Regions from separate parts of the Sus scrofa genome. Here region 2 is linked to region 1. A link is a contact called in public HiChIP or PLAC-seq data. All regions are on one chromosome and are shown on one strand. The core of a region is the stretch at or near the end of the contact, and the rest is flanking DNA. Distances in the headings are between cores, read along the strand shown.

Region 1 (2,894 bases), core at 133-2,632:
CCTACGTGACCTTTTATTTCCATCACCTCCCATGTTTCCTTATCTTTGTCATCTGTTAGCCTCCAAATTCCCCAACGCCAGTCCTCATTTATTAATGTGTTTAGTCTGTTTCTTTTCTCTACCACGGTTGTTCTCAAGGTATAGTCCCAGACCAATAGCCGTCAGCAATACCAGGGAACTTGTTAGAAATACATTCACTAACAAGTCTGGGCCTCACCTCAGACTTACCAAACAGAAATTTTGGGAGTCATGCCCAGAAGTCTCTTAACAAGCCTCTGGGTGATTCTTATGCACATTTAGGTTTGAGAACTACTGATTTACTGTAAATTCTGCTGTTGTTGTGGGTGACTTCAGCGATCCGTAGGGGTTATGCCATCCTCAGGTTCTTTGATCTTGTCAACTGCAATGACCTTCACATTCATTCCACCTCCACACCACCACCAGTTCTGTCTGTCTCCTACCCTTCTTCATTCCCTCTTCAGTCTACGCCTTATCGTAGGTTGTTCGAAGTAGTATCCTTTCACCAAGACATTTGGCAGAATCCCAGCCCTGGACTGATGCTGCAGTTGAGCTGATCTGTCCCATCTGGGTGACAGAATGCCATTCCAGGAAATTGTATAACAGTACAGATTTGGTGCTGCTGCAAATTCACTCACCTTCTATGAGAAGCCTTCCTGATCACCCTGTTTAAATCTATAATCCTTCCCCAACTGCCAGCATTCTCTTTTCCTTCTCTGTTGCACTTATTACTATTTGATGATGCTACTTATTATTTATTTGCTTATTGGCTATCTTTCTCCACAAGATAATAAACTTCTTAAGGGCAGAAGATTTTTGTGTTTGTTCATTGTATATCCTTAGTGTCTAAAGAGTGCCTGGCACATAGTAAATGCCCAGTAAGTATTTTTGAATAGTGGTCTCCAACTTCAGGTGGCTTTCATCACCTCTAGTTTCCCCTTATGTGATCTTGGGTAGCTATCCTTCCCATTTTCACCAAAGACTACTCCAAACCTTCTCCACACTTATTCAGACCTTCCTAACATTCATTTCTCAGCCTCAGCGGACCTCCTTGCCTCCTGTTTCACTGAGAAAGGGTATAATTTTCTCAACCTTTTGCTCTCTAAACAACTCAGAGCCATCTGGGCCTGTTCTTTCTTTTCTTTTATTCTGAGAGCGCCTTTATTGCCTTCTACCAACCTTTTCATTTTCACACCTACCACTCCAAGCTCTCAGCCTGAAGCTCTTCTCGAGTCTGTCCTGCTCTCTTAAAAGAAAAAATTCCCTGTTATGTGACCTGCCAAGAATGTTTCTTTCCTTCCATTCAGTCTAATCAAGAGTCATCTGCTCTGTGCCTTTTCCCTGTTTTGATTCACTTCTCAGTCTTCTGCCAGCATCACCATCTTGACTCAGAGAGTTACTGGTAAGGTCATGAATGACACAGTCTTTATTATCCTGAACTTCCCTTTGAGTTTGACACAAAGGGATCTTTTCTGAAATATAACTTCCTTGACTCCTTTAGTACCTCAAACTTCTGGTCCTCCTTGTTCTGCTTGACTTGTTGCTGCTTGTGACTTCATGTTTCTCTTCCTCCACCTCGACCCTAAATGTTGGTGTTTCCTGGGGCTTTATCTCAGCCCTCTCTCTTAACTTGGTAGATCTCATTGGGAGATTACATCAGTTCTATACTTTCAGCTATTGCCTCTATGCTGTGCTGACTTGTAATCCTTTACTTCCAGTCGATAAGCACTGCCACAAGCCTTAGACTCACATAAATGAATGTGACGTCTGACATATGCTTCAGATTCAGCAAGACTATCTTGAATATGTTGACTATGCTTATGTTGTATAAGCTTTTAAAAAACAGCTGCCATAGTGTTCCCTGGTGGGCTAGCGTTTAAGGATTTGGCATTATCGCTGCTGTGGCTCCATTTTGATCCCTGGCCAGGGGACTTTCACATGCCATGGACACAGCCAACACACACACACACACACACACACACACACCTGCTTTACCTTCAAGAACGTAGCTTACTAAACTTGCTAAGGTAAATAACTTTTATTCCCACCATCCAGATATAATCAGCTTTAACTTTTTATTGTTAGAGAATTTTTCTTTTTTTTTTTTTTTTTTTTTTTTGTCTTTTTGCATTTTCTAGGGCTGCCTCTGTGGCATAAGGGGATTCCCAGGCTAGGGGTCTAATCGGAGCTGTACCCGCTAGCCTACCACAGCAATGTGGGATCTGAGCCGCATCTGCAACCTATACCACAGCTCACGGCAACGCTGGATCCTTAACCCACTGAGCAAAGCCAGGGATCAAACCCAAAATCTCATGGTTCCTAGTCAGATTCGTTAACCACTGAGCCACAACGGGAACTCCAAGAATTTGTCAATGCTCAGTTTTACATAGTTGAAATGATATAAATTATTTTTAAATTTTTATCCTTTTTGTTTATGATAATGTAATGGTTTCCTACTCAATCTTTGAAAACCCTTTTTTTTTTCCTTTTCAAGGCTGCACCTGTGGCATATTGAAATTCAGGGGCTAGGGGTTGAATCAAAGCAGCAGCTGCAGTCTGCACCACAGCTACAGTAACACCGATGTGAACTGCGTCTGTGACCTATGCCACAGCTTTCGGCAATCCTGGATTCTTAACCCACTGAGCTAGGTGAGGCCAGGGCTTGAAACCACATCCTCACAGATACTATGTCAGGTTCTTAACCTGCTGAGCCTCAATGGGAACTCTGAAAACCTTATTTTATTTTATTTATTTTTGTCTTTTTAGGGCCACACCTGAGGCATGTGGAAGTGCCCAGGCTAGGGGTCAAATTGAAGCTGCAGCTGCTGGCTTATACCACAGCCACAGCAACATGGGATCTGAGCTGCATCTGCAGC
Region 2 (2,894 bases), core at 123-2,622, 140 kb before region 1:
CACCCCCTGATTCTGAGGACAGCTGATTTCTGCTCAGCCTAACCTCAAGAGTGCCTATCCTGTAGCCTGGCTCTCTGCCCCTGCACCAGGCACTTCCTGTACCCACTTTTTAATCAGAATTCTAGATTTATCCTTCATTCAGCAGTAAATGATATTCATCTGTCACCACTTAGCAAACCTAAAATTTTAAATGGGTTCATGCTTTAGTAAGACTGGTTTAAAAAGAGAGCCCTTCTCAAAAAGCACTCACCCCCTTTTCTTCCTTTAAAAAAAAATCTACCATGGGAGTTCTCTTGTGACACAGTGGGTTAAGGATCCGGCGTTGTCACCGCAGAGGCTCAAGTCGCTGCTGTGGCGTGGTTTCCATCTCTAGCTGGGGAAATTCCACATGCTGTGGGTATGGCCAAAAAAAAAAAAAAAAATTCTACTATGAAAACAATCCAAAAAGTGCATAAAGCTTTATGCATGAGCCTCACTGGACCACTAAGTAAAAACAAAAACTATCTGTATATATGTTCAACAACAGTTGAATAATAAGAGAAAGTCATAGCCTTTGTGGTTTTTAAAGGTGTAGGACCAAGCTTGTCACAGAGTCTTAAGGATAAATCCAGGACACTAGGCTATTTCCATCTATCTGTACCAATCTACCTGTCCATCTATAAAGATATTAGCTAATTTTTTTTTTTTGGTCTTTTTTAGGGCCCCACCCACAGCATATGGAAGTTCCCAGGCTAGGGGTCAAATCAGAGCTACAGCCACCAGCCCACACTGTAACCATAGCAATGCCAGATCCAAGCCATGTCTGTGACCTATACCACAGTTCATGGCAATGCCGGATCTTTAATCCACTGAGTGAAGCCAGGGATCAAACCTGCGTCCTCATGGATGCTAGTCAGACTCGCCTCTTCTGAGCCATGATGGGAACTCCTAAAGATATCAGCTAAATTCTTAAACATGTACAGGAAAAAAAGATTAGCAGGAAAGTGGCCAATGGTTTCCTCTAAATAACAGGAATAGAGATGTGCTTTTCAACCTCTTTTAACTTCTCAAGTTGTTTTCAATGAACCTGAATGACTTTTTACAAAAAGGGGGAAGAGATTACCTGCTTCTCAAAAAAAAAAAAAAACAGGCAAGAGCAAAGACCCACAGCCCTGGCCCCTGGCATCTCAGCAAGACAAATCCTTCTCCTCTCACTCTGGGCTTTGTGAGGGGCTGGGAGAGGCGGCAGGGGGAAAGAGGAGCAGCTATATTACACACCCAGACCAGACATTAAAATCACTGCCAAAGAATTCAGCAACAGCCAATTAGATAGCCCCTGGCCCTCATCTGTGCAGGGAAGGGGCGGGCTGAGCCAGGCTGAAAAGTGGAACCTGAAACACTGAGCCTGTGACTCAGCCCTTCTGTCTCCCAAGGACAAATCCCTTTAGGCCACGTTCACCCAGAACCAGCTTTCCACCAGACCCTGTCCCCTGCCCCCAACCCACCACGACCTTCCAACCGAGAGGTTTCTGACCTTTAGAACAGGATCCAAGATCTCCTCCCCAAGCTAGCGACCTGCTGGGCTCAGGTAAACACAGAGGCCCCCACAACGGACACTTTTGCAATCCCAAGCACAGCCTGGCTCTCAGGATCCCTGGTCAGGTTAAGGGACAGGAGGGACCCTGTGGAGGTCACCAAATCCAATCTCATGCCTTGTTAACTCCCCCAGGAGTCAGGGTCTGGCAGGCAGGCCTTTAAGTGATCTCATCGTTTAGACCACACGGGCAGTGCCAGAGGCAAGTGTAAAATGGCTATGGTGGAGGCCCAAAGGGAGGACCATTTGTCCTCAGACAATTGGTTTGCTGTTTAAGCAGATAAGGATAACTGGAATTTCCAGGTGGACATGGATACAAACAGGATTTCAGTCTCTGCTTCTTGTCAGGAGCAGACAGGGAACACTGAGCAGGGAATAGGCAGAGGAGGCACTGGGGAAGAGGTCAATGAAGAAATCCCCAGGTCGACTTGACCAGAGGATGCCTGGGCCCCTTTTACACACAAACTCAGAGTCCGGCTGAGCCTGAGGAGGGTAAGCTTCCTGGCCCTGCCCCCAAAGTCTGGAAGGTCCCCAAGGTGGAATTCGTGGGAGGGGCTGGGACTGCCTGGGCATTCAGTGTCCCCTCTTTCCCTAACCATAAATTAGTCTAGGCTCAGCCTGGAAATCCTTACCTGGCTGCTACCCAAAGACAGTAATATCCAATTCGATGGCTGCTGATGTCTCATTATAGTCATTATAAAGCAGCAAGTTAAAGATTATCCAGCAGAGCTAATGCAAGGCTTCAGAAATTAGAGGAATGTTTTTACTCAATCAGATAAAACCAGGCCTGGAGATTTTGTTTGTTTGTTTGTTTGTCTTTTGTCGTTTTAGGGCCACATCCGCAGCATATGGAGGTTCCCAGGCTAATCACAGCTACAGCTGCTGGCCTACACCACAGCCAATGCAAGGCCAGATCCAAGTCATGTCTGCGACCTACACCACAGCTAACAGCAATGCTGGATCCTTAACCCACTGAGCGAGGCCAGGGATCGAACCCGCAACCTCATGATTCCTAGTCAGATTTGTTTCTGCTGAGCCACGACAGGAACTTCATGGCCTGGAGAATTTTGATGACAACCCTGGGTTTCTGAAAAAGAGGAAGAAAAATGGAAGAAAGGAAGGAAAGGGGATAGATAGGGAGAGGGGGAGACTAAACACACACACACACACTCTGGCTTCCCTAAATGACGTCAGGTGGTGTGATTATGCTGCCTCTGCCTAAACAGCGAATTCCAAAAGAGGAGGCATTTTGTCCTCTTCCTCTCTCTAGTTCCAGCACCCAGCCTAGGACGGGCACTATTGTTAGAACTGAATGACAAAG

Evidence for each region. HiChIP or PLAC-seq counts read pairs in DNA pulled down with a chosen protein or histone mark.
Region 2: an H3K27ac HiChIP or PLAC-seq map of alveolar macrophages shows a contact between it and region 1. The contact joins two enhancer-like sites. A contact is called at or near these places in 1 of 47 Hi-C or Micro-C datasets (liver) and 1 of 2 datasets of contacts at active chromatin or transcription factors (alveolar macrophages).

What each region holds. Positions count from the first base shown.
Region 1 is chr10:33,186,814-33,189,707 of Sscrofa11.1, reverse strand. All of the region lies in intron 2 of NFX1 (transcriptional repressor NF-X1), which reads left to right. Among named protein-coding and RNA genes, the nearest start is that of NFX1, 13 kb to the left of the region's middle. Within about 2 kb of position 1,382, at least 4 of the 83 cell types and tissues checked have an H3K27ac peak or open chromatin away from gene starts, as enhancers often do. A contact at or near this core is called in alveolar macrophages, where this site is marked.
Region 2 is chr10:33,322,724-33,325,617 of Sscrofa11.1, reverse strand. The region is part of intron 1 of B4GALT1 (beta-1,4-galactosyltransferase 1); the gene reads right to left. Among named protein-coding and RNA genes, the nearest start is that of B4GALT1, 6.9 kb to the right of the region's middle. Within about 2 kb of position 1,372, at least 57 of the 83 cell types and tissues checked have an H3K27ac peak or open chromatin away from gene starts, as enhancers often do. A contact at or near this core is called in alveolar macrophages, where this site is marked.